Regions from separate parts of the Mus musculus genome. Here regions 1 and 3 are each linked to region 2. Evidence: chromatin contacts called from public Hi-C data. All regions are on one chromosome and are shown on one strand. The core of a region is the stretch at or near the end of the contact, and the rest is flanking DNA. Distances in the headings are between cores, read along the strand shown.

The links. A called contact is a pair of places that touch in the nucleus more often than the background predicts.
Region 1: a contact with region 2 is called in a Hi-C map of uterus, with 4 times the contacts expected there. The contact joins two enhancer-like sites. A contact is called at or near these places in 10 of 484 Hi-C or Micro-C datasets (embryonic fibroblasts, granulosa cells and uterus) and 2 of 9 other capture datasets (embryonic trunk and pancreatic islet).
Region 3: a Hi-C map of uterus shows a contact between it and region 2, with 3 times the contacts expected there. The contact joins two enhancer-like sites. A contact is called at or near these places in 1 of 15 datasets of contacts at CTCF or cohesin (the NIH/3T3 cell line), 11 of 484 Hi-C or Micro-C datasets (embryonic fibroblasts, granulosa cells, muscle stem cells and 2 more) and 1 of 9 other capture datasets (adipose tissue).

The regions. Positions count from the first base shown.
Region 1 is chr4:84,350,579-84,355,599 of GRCm38.p6, forward strand. All of the region lies in intron 5 of Bnc2 (basonuclin 2), which reads right to left. Among named protein-coding and RNA genes, the nearest start is that of Gm33597, 130 kb to the left of the region's middle. Within about 2 kb of position 2,258, at least 6 of the 459 cell types and tissues checked have an H3K27ac peak or open chromatin away from gene starts, as enhancers often do. A contact at or near this core is called in granulosa cells and uterus, where this site is marked.
Region 2 is chr4:84,537,853-84,542,559 of GRCm38.p6, forward strand. The region is part of intron 3 of Bnc2 (basonuclin 2); the gene reads right to left. Among named protein-coding and RNA genes, the nearest start is that of Bnc2, 140 kb to the right of the region's middle. Within about 2 kb of position 2,944, at least 19 of the 459 cell types and tissues checked have an H3K27ac peak or open chromatin away from gene starts, as enhancers often do. A contact at or near this core is called in adipose tissue, granulosa cells, muscle stem cells and 1 more, where this site is marked.
Region 3 is chr4:84,404,241-84,409,226 of GRCm38.p6, forward strand. All of the region lies in intron 4 of Bnc2 (basonuclin 2), which reads right to left. Among named protein-coding and RNA genes, the nearest start is that of Gm33597, 190 kb to the left of the region's middle. Within about 2 kb of position 3,516, at least 31 of the 459 cell types and tissues checked have an H3K27ac peak or open chromatin away from gene starts, as enhancers often do. A contact at or near this core is called in adipose tissue, granulosa cells, muscle stem cells and 1 more, where this site is marked.

The DNA of each region.
Region 1 (5,021 bases), core at 1,008-3,507, 190 kb before region 2:
GCTGAATTTCACAAACTTTTTAGAAAAGCCACATAAATACTAACATGAGAATAGACAGGCCACCCACAGGCTCTGGAGAGACCTCAAACGGCATTTAGGACGATCTTCATTTATCAAGCAAAGTCCAAGCTATAACTAGCTTCTTTCCTAGGACTCTTCCTAAGCTACACTGAAGGCAAACTGTCTTGTTTGTTACACGTCTTCAGGTTTTCTGCACCCATGCCATCTGGCAAGTTGAAATTTTACCTACTCCTGCTAGAGGAGATCCAAGAAAAAATTCTCAATAGAGCTTTCCAGATCTCCTGGAAAGGAAAAGTCTCATCTCTTCCCTAATGTCTGCAGTGCTTTCTACTAAGTACTTGTCACTGTCTATCCAGCAGTGCAGTTGGTCATAGACCTCCACTTGAAGGCAGTGGCACTTGTCTGCTAGTCAATGAATTCCTCATAGCAGGCTCACAGTAAACAAGAGTGGGTATAGAAATGGTCTGTTCTTATACAATGACGGGAGTCATAAAAACAACTGAGGATCTTATACTTATCCGAGGCTAAACTAAGAACTCAGCAAAGCAAAGCAGTAATTTTATAACAAAGCTGAACAGTCTTTTATTATTATAGACTGAGCCTCTCTTCGTTAAATCTAGAGTCTGAAACTATTTGATGATGCTAATTTGGGGATCTGGAAAGAAATCAGATTTAAGATCTTTGAATTAGGGATGCTTAAGTGGAAAAGGCAAAGATGCAAATATTCCAAAATTTAAAAAAAAAAATTAAATTGCAAACATTGTGGCCCTAATCATTTTGGATGAAGGGCATGTCACCTGTACAAAACCACAAAGAAGCACAGGTCTGTCTACCTCTTGTCATGAACATTTGGAACAAAGCTTATTTTTTGTTAATTTTTCACTGTAAGACATTCCGAACACCACCCACTCTGTTTTGTTCTCTGACGCCTGGATAGAGGAAGGAAATCCCTCTCATTTCTTGATACATAAAATATTCCAGTCACAAATTTATCATTCTATCATTCTGTGCTACTCTCAGTATTTATTGGTTCATTATGCCCAAGTGCATGTTCAAACACTGAATACTGAGCTAGCTATCCGCACTGTATACTTTTCTTCAACTTCTGCTCTGGATGTTCAGCAAATTTAAACTGTATCTCAAATGTCTACTTGATCTGTATTCATCACTGCCCATCTCTACTTCCAGCCTAAATCTCACAAAGGAAGATACTTAGCCTGGGTATCTTCTCTTACATATCACCTCAATACTAAAGTCAACTTTAGCATTACACCTAAAGTTGTAACCTGTATTTCTACTCATTGCTGTGCAAATATACCGCATCCACTTTCCCCAGGGAAACTGGTCTTCAGAACACAAAGGCATGGGTCTTAACACTGTCTCTAATGTTAAGTAGCAAGTACACCATACTGCACATGTGTATACACACAGAGCTCTACAAAAGGTTTCAATAACACTGATACCAGACATATGTCAAATGCATACCACCTTATAATGTTTCCTAACGTTTTTGTTTTTATTCATTTACTTACTTTTTACATAGTAGACTCAGGCCAGGCTGAGAGAGTAAAGACCTGGAAATCTGAGGTAAACCATGAAAGGTTTCTCTCTCTCTCTCCCTCTCCGTCCTTCCTTCCCTCCCTTCAATAATTATAAAGAAAATAAGACCAGCAGAACCTTTGTGTGCTGCTGGGATGTACATCCCCTAGTTATAGAAAATGAGTTTGATCTTTAATTTTAAGTGAGAATAAGTCAAAGTCACCAGTCTAGGTAAACATTCACTCTATAGGCTGTCAACATCTCTGGGGCTCTAAGTACTGTCAAATTTCTAGCCAAGAAAGTAGAAATGCTGTTATCTAGCCCGAGAAAGCAACAGTATTTGGTATTTTACAAAAGATGTTGTAAAACTCAGTAAAACATCATCTACCTTCAACCTCAGAAATATGGAAAACCATTTTATGTATTTCTGATAAACAGGTGACCTAGTTTTAAGCTTCTCCCCTAAACTGGTCAGCCCTGTATTTCAGAGTCTGAAACTACACTGAGCATGCATGGAGATGATTCCAATACTCTCTTCTGTTTTCAGGTCCTAAGAAGTTTAGACCACTTTCTCCACTGTTCTCTAACAAATGGCTGAAAAGACCTGTTTGTGCTTCTGATGCCGGAGGAACTGTTCAGGAACTGTTCATCCCTGCAAGGCTATGAGTCACTGCCAAGGTCAGGAAGACCTTTGTTAATCAAGAAAGCTCTGGCCACACACTCACTCAAGCTGTCGTAAGGAAAGCTGCCTTAATGCCCACTCTTATTTTCCACAGATCATCAATCATCTTTACATAAGAAAAACATGCAACTTCCTTACTGGGTAGAGGGGCCTCCTTCTAGGCCTTCATCCTGGTTCCTTTTCTGTCCTTTTGGTCCTTTGCCTAGAGGTGCTGCTACCAAGAAGGAGAATTTCCTTTTGAAGATGAGAGCAAGGAGGTCCATTTAGCCCACCATTAGAAAATTAAAGCTAGGTGATAAAAGGCAAGAAGTCTAGGGGGCCCTAACATCCTTTGATGCTCCTTTCTTCTTGTACTAATGCTAACATTTAGTGTATCAGCCGCTAAACCAGGATAACACTGTACCTGTAGAGCTCAGAATGAGATGTTTGCACCAGATCTCTAAATACAAGGACTATAACTGGATTAATTTCTTTTTATCCTAGGTCAGAAATTGCACTGCAGACTGGAGAATGTGCAAGGGTAATTTCCAGGTAAACAAACTGCTCTACAAATGTTATCAGATTGTTTGACTGAGTAATGGATATAATCCTGGGTGACTTACTGCCATCGGTCACATTCGATGCTCATGTGACAGAGCTGCAAACCTCACTTACCCACTCAAGCTGTGCTTTGCCTTTCTTTAATTTGGGAGAATGGCTATATTTCTTCATGAGCCTAATATTATCATACTTTCTTCCAGATGATCCAATGTAAGACCTACCCATCTGTCACCAAAACTTAACCAACCAGCCAACCAAACAATAAAACCCAAAACTACAAACAAACAAACAAACAAAAAAAGACCAACGAAGACAACACTAGGAAGTATCAGTCCCTTCACTTAACAAAAAAGCATTTTCAAAAATGCTAATGGAAGGTGCTAGATTTGCTTTCAACCAAACCCCATCAGCAGGAAACGCAAGTCCTTCTCCTGCTAAGGTAAGCAAGAGGTATCTGAACCCATAGCACCCAAAAAATGCCACCTCTGACTGACAGTATCCTCCAATGCCACCTCACTGCCATCAGCACAAGCTTTCCACCACAAAGCTTGTATGTTCCTGTGTCCACATCACACAGCCAATCACACATTACAGAGTTCAATTCAAATTCCACCAAAAGTACTCGCCACAAAACTCACACTGGATATTTAGGATACTGATGCTAATAGAAGCAGAGACTAATGTGGGACCTACTCCCGCTTCTGTTTACACCCATCTAGTGATGTGCACAAGAATGGGCACCTTCTCATGAAGAAGATTTGACACTCAGATTCCCCCTCCATAGCCACATTTCCTCCTTCCTTGAAGAAAATGAAATTCTACCAAGGTATTTGAACACCAGATTATTGAAATAACCTTTATGCTCTCAAACAGAACTAAGCAGTTTAAAACTCTGACACTTCAATGTTTGGTAAAAGAAACTGTACAGCTTAAAAAACATTTTTTTTCTTAAATGTTTTGAGGTTATAATTATACATCATTTCCTGTTCCCTTCCCTCCCTCTAAACCCTCCAATAGAGCCTTCCGTGCTCTTTTCCCAATTCATGACTTTCTTTCATTAAGAGTTGTTCCATACATGCCAGGAAGGTTTTAAAGTGGTCCGCATGATCAGTAAAGCATCATGAATAATTTTAAGCCAACAATGTGTGTAATAAAACTAAGAAGATCTTTTTTTTTTTGCCTCAGTTTCCTAACTTGTAAAGTGGGATGATGCTGACACAGTGTATTCACAAAGACCAATAAAGGTCAAAACAACAATAAAATAGGACCTGGGCAATGATGTAATTACATAAACAACTGAGTGAACCAACCTGCTACATGATGACAAAGGTACATCCAATAAAACGACTTTGTTGTTTTGCGTCAGACGTTTATTTACAATGCTAGTACATGGACAAATGCAAAGTTTAAGTACATTATAAAACCTTGATGTTCTAAGGATTCCTATTAAAACAAAACTATTAAGAATATTATATGTGAAAACATAGAATTATTTTTTTTTATCATAGACAAAACTCTTCTTACCCACCAATTACTGAGTAGATCTGCCTGGAGTAAAAACTAAAAGTGCCATGACACAGAAATAACTTTCTTTATATAAGCTAAACTCTGAAATATACAAGCTGGGTGAAGAGGTGATCATCCAAATAAACAAGGAGACTGCTACCCCCACCCCCCGAAAGTTTAGACTCCCATTAAAGGAAATGAGCTTCATGAAAAATGAAGTCCTAGACTTCAGAAAAGGTTCCTAATAACCAGAGAGAGCTCAAGCACAATGGGATGAAGGGTGGCTATATGGGACCAGAAGAAACTCAAATTCTCTTGGAAAGATGCTAGAATTACAAGTTATACAAAAGCTAGCAGTTGCAAAGGACAGTAGGTTGTAGAAGGTAGGAAGAAAGAAGATCAGTAATTACAGCTACAGGGTAAAACCCTAAGAGTAACCTGGCATCCAAAATGTTAAGGTCTTATTTACGCTACAGCTTATGCCAATAAGAAAAAAAGTCCAGCCACCACAACAGTCCAACCTTAGTATTGTTTTAAAGACCATTATGATGAATATTATTGGTGAGGTAGGCAGGAATCACCTCTATGTATAGATGGTACCTGCCATTTTCTCCTCTAAAACAGCAGCCTATTACGGTTGCTAATGGAAATAGGAGGTATTCAAGTCCTACTTACAAGGCCTGGTCTGGAGCAAGAGAGGTGCAGTTAAATACTCTAGAATTCAATGGTTTCC
Region 2 (4,707 bases), core at 1,694-4,193:
GCCCTAGTATCCTAGCTGAGTCTGCATTAGGTTCGACAGGAGGTCAAAAATCCTCATGCTTGCAGGCATCATCACTGAAGGGAACTCTCGTGAACAAACTCATAATGTAATGTCGCAGCACCTTACAGAGCAGCAACCCTGACCCTGGCAGAGGGCACATCAGTGGAATGCCCTTTCTCATGCCTACTCACGTGTCCCACACAGCCCTCCTAATGGCATACCTCAGTGACATCTTCCTTGCTTGTCATTGTAATGGAAGAAGAGAACAAACATTATTAAAACTCTGCTAATGGAGATTCCCATTTTAATATTAGTTTTGTTATTATGTTAAGCCAGCTGAAAGTAATTATTTTTGTCAGGTAAAATACTCATTATCCTGAAGTTTTTCTTTTTCAAACCCCCAGTTCAGACACAATGATCATCAAATGTAAATCCTAAAGAATTGTCTGGAGAACTAATAGCCACCTTAATAAAGTTGAAAAAATCCACAGCAGTCACATACAAACACACAGGTGAAATACCAGAAGTCCTATCTTTCCAATTTACAAAAATGTTTTTGATCTTGTTATTTTTAACAAACTCCATGCCTTTTTAAGACAATGAGTTAAATGTATTACATACAAAACAATGATGAATCCCCACATGTAGGACAGATGTTTTAAATATCTGTTTCCTAATAGCATGTTTATACTGGCCCTGCTACCATTTCAATTGTTCCTTTCAATGTCTGAGCTCTTACTAGCTGCAGTTTACCTCGGGCACACCTCCTGATGGTCACCCTGATCTTTATACCGTTCCTACTTCTAAGAAGATATCCTTGTGTGGTGTTAAGTCCAAGTCTATAATAAAATGATAAATCTAAGAACAGCTTCTAGAGAAAAGGAAGCAAATTTTCTTTGCCTCCATCTTTCTCATACAGGTTAAGGGTCAAACTGAACATCTATCAGTAGCACATCTGAGTGAGAAGCCCTAGGTGTGCAGCCACCCCTGATTTAAAATACTCATCCATAGTAGGTAGTAAAACAAGGATAGCCCTGTCACTGACATGTGCATATGTGAGGATAGCTCCACATTCCTGCACTTATCAGAATGGCAGATTGGCAAAAGGATGCCTGATTCAATGGTTGTTACTTTCAAGCGCATTTTAATTCTGTTGCATTAGGCAAAAGAGAGGCAATAAAACTAAGGAGGCGATTGTATAGTGAGAGAAACAAAGGTAGAAGAGAGAAATGAACTCTATGAAAAAGGAAACGGCGAATAAGAACAAACTAACCTTGTCCTAAGGCCATTAGGTAAATGTGTACCAGCCAAAGAAGAACAAGAGTCATAACTCAACACCCTTCTCTGACCAAACACTAAAGACAGCAGCAAAGGAACATTACAGTTCCTAAGGATGGGTAAATAAGATGTCAGCTGTGCTCAAGGGAATCCGTGGTTTCAATGAGTAGCTTCCTACAATTCAACATTATTCTTCCTTTACGGAGAGAAATGAAAAACTGATGGGCTTAATTAAAGAAAAACAAAAGGATATTATATTGTTGTTAAAGGATCGATTCTTTTTCTTAATTAGAATGATGATTAATAAGCGGAGAATTTGATTTCTGAACTCCCTGGTTTGAGTAAGGCATTGTTTGCCCGCAGTGCTCCCACTAAGGAGGGCTCTGACTGCAGAAGGAGACAACACTCTCTCATGCCCGAACCCCATGGCACAAAATGCTGTGCCCCATCGAGAGAACACTGCACTCTGCCCTCGCCCAAGTCCAGTCCAGTCATAAATGTTTCACCGGAGGGTGGAGTGTACACTGTGAAGTCTGTGAGGTTTCCTACAGGGAAGGTATGAAAAAAAAAAAAAAAAGAATCAATACTTTTATTTTTTTTCCTATTCTCTAAACTTCCTTTTAAGCCCAGGGAGGGAGATGCGGTACAGGTCAGGCTGGGGGGGGGGGGGGATGTGGCCCCAGCCACAGCTCCAACATGATCTTAGTGATGTCATAGCACATGCTTTCTTCTCCCCAGGACGATTTTCCTCCTACCTCCTCTGCATCTTGACCAGCTTGTCTTCCAGGATTCTCCTGCTGCTTATCTTGTTTCCACAACAGGACCTAAAGGCTGCTGCTCCCACTCTGCCCCTTTTCCTTTATTTCTCTTAAGCTTATGAGAAGTCAAAGTTCCTCGAGAGGGTATTTGACTCCCCTTTGCCTCTAATCCCAGGTGCTTCAGAGGATGAGGGGAACCTCGCAAAATGTGGACACCAGCTGCTCCCCTGGAAATAAGAGTGGCATCAGCTTTGGCAGATGTGCGCGACATCAATCATTCCCCACAACCCCAAACACTCTTCTGGCCAAAGCCTAGTTAGTGATCAGCAAACATGTGTCATGAAAGGCACATGGAGCAGAACTCATGCCTCCACACACATCACAGTAGATGCTAACCCTTCCAAAGGAAGGAACTCCTGGGACCATTATATTCCATGTTCTTTCAACAACAACGAACAGTGAGTCCTAGAGAAAATGACTTTCACTGAAAAAGGTCTCCCACGACTCACCGATTCAGTTTTCCTTACTGCACAGAGCTCTCTCTATACACTCTGGGGGAAAGCAGTCTCCGCCTAAAACAATTTCACCCCTGTAGTTGACTTATGAATACAGGGTAAAGGCAAGTTCCAATTTCCTCTCCTTATACTTTTTTTTTATATATATTCTAGTCCTCATGACCAAGTTAGCCACAGACAGGCATTACCTACACGTGCTAAGTGAAGACTGACCAGAGCAAGGCCCACTGCGTCTCCCTTTAAATAAGTGTGTGCAATGTAGAAGTTGGGAAAGAAGAAACCCTAGGGTTTTGTTTTTCACTGAAGTCTGTGACGCCATCTCACTATCTGTAACGGGCTGTTCCTTTGGAATCAGCTCCCGTGTCACAGCGACCTGGCAAACTTGAATGCTTTCACTATCACTGGAATCCTTGCAATCCTGCCTTGGCTGTGACCCATTCACTTTTGTCCCAACTTCCCAGACATGCCCTGCTCAGCATGTAATTAATAAGGGAAGAATTGTCATGGCTCTTATCCCTGACATAGGTGTAGGAAGCTATGTTGTGTTGGAAGCCTAAGTCTGTCCTGTTATAGTAATCAACCTCTATAAAGCTACTTGGTTACAGATAACAGAAATATTGAAAAAATAATTTCAAAATGATCTCCAACTGTGCTTACATTCATTTTAAGTGCTATATGTTGGAAATTAGTTTTAAGTTGGTGACTGAGTTTATACATGTGTATACACATCTGAGGATCTATTTGTACATACTTAATTACAATAAAACACACACAGGGTATCATACATACAAGGCCTACTACATTCCCAGTTCATTATACAGTACACAGAGCTGTTAAGTGAAGTCTGCATGTTAACACCAAGTTGGAAGCAAAGGCTGACACACAGGTACTCACCTCGTTACTACAATTTCTAATTCAATACTGCTATGACAATTATCCAAATATTCCTACTTGTGTGTTACAGTATTAAGATGAATGTCAAGGATTACATTTTAATTTCAGTATGTACCTATCATTAACATTTCCAAACAAAGCACACCATCTCTCAAGCTAGAGGATCTACAACGGAGGTGGCAGCATGCAAATTCAACAAGCTAAAAACTATTTGCCACCAAATATAAACACCTATTTTACCATAAGGGTGAGTCTGGTCAAGTTAATCCTTTTTAAGTAAGCTGTGATTACCCAAATACACCAACTATAAGAAGGAAATATTAAAAAAGGAAGAAGGGGAAAATAGAGAGGGAAACCTAGAAATGGATGCTGCCTCTCAATGAAAGCCCTTTTCAAAGGCCATTAACTATCAACTGCTTTACTCTTAGCTCTGATTAAACAAGACTATTCATCCTATGTAGAAGGGACGTCTAGTTTTGAGGAGAAGCTTTAGAATAAAAACATATTGCAGGAACTACAAAGAACAACCTGGCCACAGCACACAGTTTAGATACGTGACAACCAAGAAATGCTATATGTGAATCTTTAAAATTGTTAGAGATGTTCAAATTATTTTTGGAGGGTTAGGAATCAGGAGAGAAAACACACATCATTTCCATTTTAACTACAAATCCTATGACTGGAACTGGGTTTGTTCTCACAAACTGAAAGCAGTAAAAGACTACTGGAAGAAAAAATTGTATTGAGTGCTCTTGCAAATGAATTCCAAAAACGCTATTATACATTGCTTATATATCTTTTAATCATTTCTCAGAGAAGTGCTAGGTTTTATACTAGTCAAAAAGTTTACTCTGTCCTATCTCTGGTGAGCAGATGGTCTGGTATTAATGTAAATCACTGATTTCATTTTTAGCCTTCTCGATTTTGTCCCTCACCTATCTAGAAAATGATTTCTCTGGTGATAACTAACACATCATGCTAATGAGAGAATCTAATACACAATAGAAAAATGTCACTACTAATAATATTTGCATGAAGTTAAATAAAGCAACTGTAAGAGAATGTCAGACAGTTGTTCTTTAATAAGACACAGTTTCACAATGAAATTATGTTGTTAATTTTGTTACATCATTGGGTGAATCCTAAATTACTCCATAATGATGCACAGCATCATTTATAATTCTAACTTAGTATTTCACTCTACTCTGAAAAGAGACCTTATTAAGGGATCTGCATTTTATTTGAAACAGGTTAAGTATACC
Region 3 (4,986 bases), core at 2,266-4,765, 130 kb before region 2:
TGCTCACATGAAATAGAGACAGAAAAAAAAAAAAAGACCCCTTTTCAGGGGCCCTGTGATGGTCGCGTTTGGCATGTCAGAAAAAGGCTCTCCCTAGCCAAGTTCTCCAAGCCAAACAGGTGTTTTCTTTTATGTTAGAACTTGATTTGTTTTTTAATTTTTACTGATAGTAAAAAGCATCATCAGCCAAGGAGGGAAGCAAGAATGTCTTACTCTCATATTACTGCAGGAAAAGGAGTCTGAAAGAACTACCAACTCAAATAGTTATTTGACTCTAGACTACAACTTCTAAATAGAACAAAAGGACCAACATCTGTTAATGATCGAGCAAAGTTAATGTCTTTAAAATGTACTTCCTAGGTAGTGGAGCTATAAAACCTTCTATACCGCTCTCACTTACTTTGTTGTCTAAAGATTCAGAGAAAAATTAAAAGAAAAATCAGAGTGAAGACTCAAAAGAGAAACGAATTAAAAAATGGGAATTCAGATAAGGACCCTGCAGCCTTGCAGGCCACAGCAAGGGGCTTCTGCTAAAGACGCAGGCAACCAGAGATCAGAGACTTACAGAAAAATAAATTTCCATAAACCACTGTCTCACATAACACACAGAAGCTAGGGCTTCTGATACCAGAGCATCATAAAGATGAAGTGTCCCCTCCTGGCTCCCTGGCACAGTAGGAGGGTGGCTTCACAGGGAGACTTGCCTCCTGTAGGAGACACTCAGTGGGGAATTGCTCCTCAGGCATGAACAGGGTACCACAGGAAAGGCCACACAAGTCCCATACTGTGGAAATGCTACAATGGGAAGCTCTAGGGAGACTTCACAGTGACCAAAGAGAGACTAGAGCCTGAACTGAGGCTTTCTGGTTGTCCGATCAGTTCTAACCACTCTGCTAGTAATCCATTTTCAACCTAAGACTGGGTTATCTAAGTTTATGTTATGCACAGATAGCCTATCACAGCATGGCTATAGAAAGAGGATTCTAGAGTTTGGCCTTGAACTAACTATGAGAGGAAGGATGACCTTGAACAATCGATCCTCCAGCTTCTACCTCCTGAGCACAGGAATTGTAGACTTGCCCTGCTTTATGTGGTGTTGGGGAATCTAGTACTTTGTGCAGGGCAAGCAAGACCAGTACCAGCTGAACTACAGCCCCAGGCCTCAACATACTTTTTAAAAGTTTTTCAATTTTCACTGAGGAAAGTAAAAAAAGCAAACATGATACAACTTTAGAAATTTTTCTTAGATCTAACAGAGATGCTGGTATGTAACTAGACAGAATACTTCTTACTGATAATTTTACAACCTAGTTTTTTTTAAGACAGGCTCTCCAAAATCTGGTTTACACTTACAGCACATCTGAGCTTGAACTTGCCTTATTTCAAGGGCTCAAAAGAAGTGTTTTTCTTCAACAGCCAGGCCTAGAATTGCCTTCACACTTGTTGGCCTACTAAATCGAAGGCCAGATAAACTGTCCTTTAAGGTAGACAGGTTTGAGACCCCATGTTTACCGTCACCAATTCATCATCAACAAGTCAGGAAAGCCGAAAGGTCAACGTGGGGATTCCATTTCTACTAGAGAGCCAAAAAGGAGACCATGAGAGAGCTACTGGACCTCTTACCAGCAACAACACCCACCCCCCCCCCCCCCCCCCGCTTATCATATCATCTGCTCGGGGATTCACTTTCTAGCACACAGTAATCTGCTTTGGGATGATCTGAAGAAGGCAAGTACTTAGGAAAGAATGGGATGCAAAAACAGTATTTCAGGACCCTCAGCATACAGCATACAGGTCAGAATTCTCTGTGAGAGTACTCTTCTCTGATCACAGTTCCATAGAGGAGTAGAGGGAGGTTGGAGGAAGTCAGCCATTATGGTCCAGTAGAGAGAGAATGGTGGGGAGCATCAGCACAGAATGCTTAGGAACCAGTCCTTACAACCTGGGGGAAGATGCTAGTTTATGTGAATAGTGCATCCGATAAAAGGAGAGGAACGGAGGGTGTTTCATTTATCACCCCTTCAATTTGTGTTCCGCTTAACATGGTGAACTCTAGTTAATTAAGATGTTCCTATAAACAATTAAGCTTCCTGTAGGATCGTTAGCAAGATATAAAAATTTATGATGTAATAAAATGCAATAAAATGATAAAGTAGTGAGCCTATCAAAGTATTCACACGCAGAAGGAGAGGTGTGAAGATAAGCAAGGGCAGCTCTTCCTCAGTTTAATCTCTTTGGTTTTCAACACATAATGCACTGCTCTCTACTTCTCAAAAACCGGGAAGCTCTAGTGAGACTTCACAGTGGTCTGGGATAAAGTTGTCTGGAGTAACTTTGTCTCTGCTTCTGTTCAAATGAGGCCCACACAGCTGCCCTAGAGTTCTTGGACGAGGAGACTGCCCCTGAAGAGCTCTGGGCCTCACAGCCAAGATAAACCGGTACAAAACTCCACTCTGAAGCACACCCCCTTCCACACTGCACTTTGAAAGACTCTGTTTTTGTCTCTGAGATGGGGTCTCAAGTATTCCAGGCTGTGCTCAAACTCACCATGAAGCTGAGAATGACCATGAATGGCTGATTCTCCTGCCTCTACCTCCCAAGGGCTAAAACTCTTAGACAGTCTCATGACTGTTCATGTTTAGAATTACCGCATTGACTACATAGGATTTGAGCTAAAATGCTTATGCCAGAACATTAGGGTAACTCCCCACTCATTTTATCTTCCTTCAAGCCACTGTGATATTTAGGCGCATTCCTATTATTATTTGAATTTGCACATAAAAGAACCAGAACACAGGAAATACATTAGTCTGCCTACAGCTATCTTTTAACTAGTCAACTTTGATATATCTGTTATTTTGATTCAGTAATTAAAACAACTAACACTTCACCAGGCTTTTACTATGTACAAATCATATAGATATCTTCACAGAAAAAAAAAATGAGAAAAACTTAATTAAATAACCTGGAAATGGTTCCAACAGTCAGAGCTAGAACAAGCTGCAAGCTCCTTATTCAACAGCTGTCCCTTTAACTCTCTCTCTAGCATCCTCCCTTTAACTGATGTAGAGCTTTGTCACAGTCTGAGAAAGAGAGTTCTGAAAACGTCAGTTTCACCCAGGAAGCCCCTGACCAGTAAATCAGCACTGACAGTACTTAGGACACAAGATCTTGCAACACTCATCCTGCATCACGTGACAACATATCTGAGAAGCTAGCAGGCAGATGGCCCAGGACTTTGAAAAGGAGGCACTGTTTGAACGATGCTAAAAGAAAATTGAAGGAGTTTAAAGCAACATGCAGAAGGTGGGTAGGCTGAGAAAGCAAGGGAACCCGCAGCTGAGGGATGCGATGAGAGAGCAGCCAGAGCCATTAATCAAGCACAGGCCTTTACATCAGGATGTCCTCCCTTTATGGCTTATCAGCTCCAATCAGGGAGGAGAGGAGAGAGGCAGGAGAGGGCACTGTGCCCCCAGGTCAAGCAACAGTCTCCTGTGCCAGGCAGGAAATGGCTTTGTTTTCACTCAAGTGAAGCAAGTACAGAAATGTTCAAGGACTTTCCTCATGGAGACAGCAGAACAGAATGCCGGGACAGCAAAAGCTGGTTCCTCTAAGGAAAGGATCTGAGGCTAGGCACAGCCAGGTTCTGGAACACTGTAACAATCTAGAAGCATTTTCTTAAATGGCCAACCTTCCACCTTTGGTCAGACTATCATCACTGCACTATGCTAAGAAGCACCCAGCCTAGTAGTGTGCTGTTACAGTTCACCAAGTCCTAAACACCTGCTAAAAATGTTCTTCCAAAGTACAATTGCTGACAGACCTTCTCCATGTCAGTTAGAGTAAGGCCAGAGCTGTGCTGTGGGTGAATATGTGAGAACATTATCTTCCTGTAACAAAGGAAAGTCCGGTTTTCTTCTCAGTGTGCTATGTATCCTGGGAAGTCTATACATGATTCCAGACAGTGCTGTCAAGTCTCTCAGAATGAACAGGAGAGCACAGACACTTCAGACATTTTATTGCTGAGGATGGGAGACTTTCCAATGTGAAGAAGAAAACTGGCTGAGGAAGATGAGCCACAGCTACGGAGACACAAGATAGGTAGGGGCTGATGGCAAACTCCTTTCATAGATATTTACATAAATTGTAAGCTTAACACAGACTGAGACAAATAATAAAGACATTTGACCTCTCATATGGAAGTATTGACTTTGATCTGTCCTGTTCAAGTCTTTATAAGGCACCATGTCTACAATAAACTTGTGGAATTTGTAAACAGAATTCCAAGAGCGCCTGATTCAAAATGTAAGACAAACATAACCAAGAGTTTTGATTATAGAATGCCTTGGATCCTAGGTTAAAATTTCATTTTACATACTGAGTCTTAATAGAAACTTAATTGACATTTATGAGTTTAGTAAATAAAAACAGGAAATCCAGCAACATCTATGTGATGTACACTTACATTAAAAAAAACTACAACTTTTTTTTGGTGGATATTTTATACTTTCCATTTAAGTAAGGGCCTCTAGTCTACGAAGACCTATTAAGTAAAAGGGGAGAATGCAAACTTAATGAGACTGAGAACAAAAATCACTTTCTGCTGATTATACAAGATTTAGAAGTAGGGCTGGAGAGGTGGATCAGCAGGTAACTACACACACTACTCTTGCAGAGGACCCAAGTTTCATTCCCAGCTCCCACGTAGGAAGGCTCATAACTGCCTGTAATTCCAACTTGGGGAGATCCAGTGTCCTGTTTTGGCTTCCACAAGCACCGGAACTCATAGTCTTCCACTCCAACTGCAATAGTGTGTGTGTGTGTGTGTGTGTGTGTGTGTGAGATGTATGCACACACATATTCTTTTAAAATTAAATCTTTACAAGAAATGCTGTAAACAGTGACCTATATAAGCAATAAGGCTCGCAGCATAGTAAATCATAAAGTAGGATGGTAAATGACTCTAACTTAACTCTACTGTCCTTG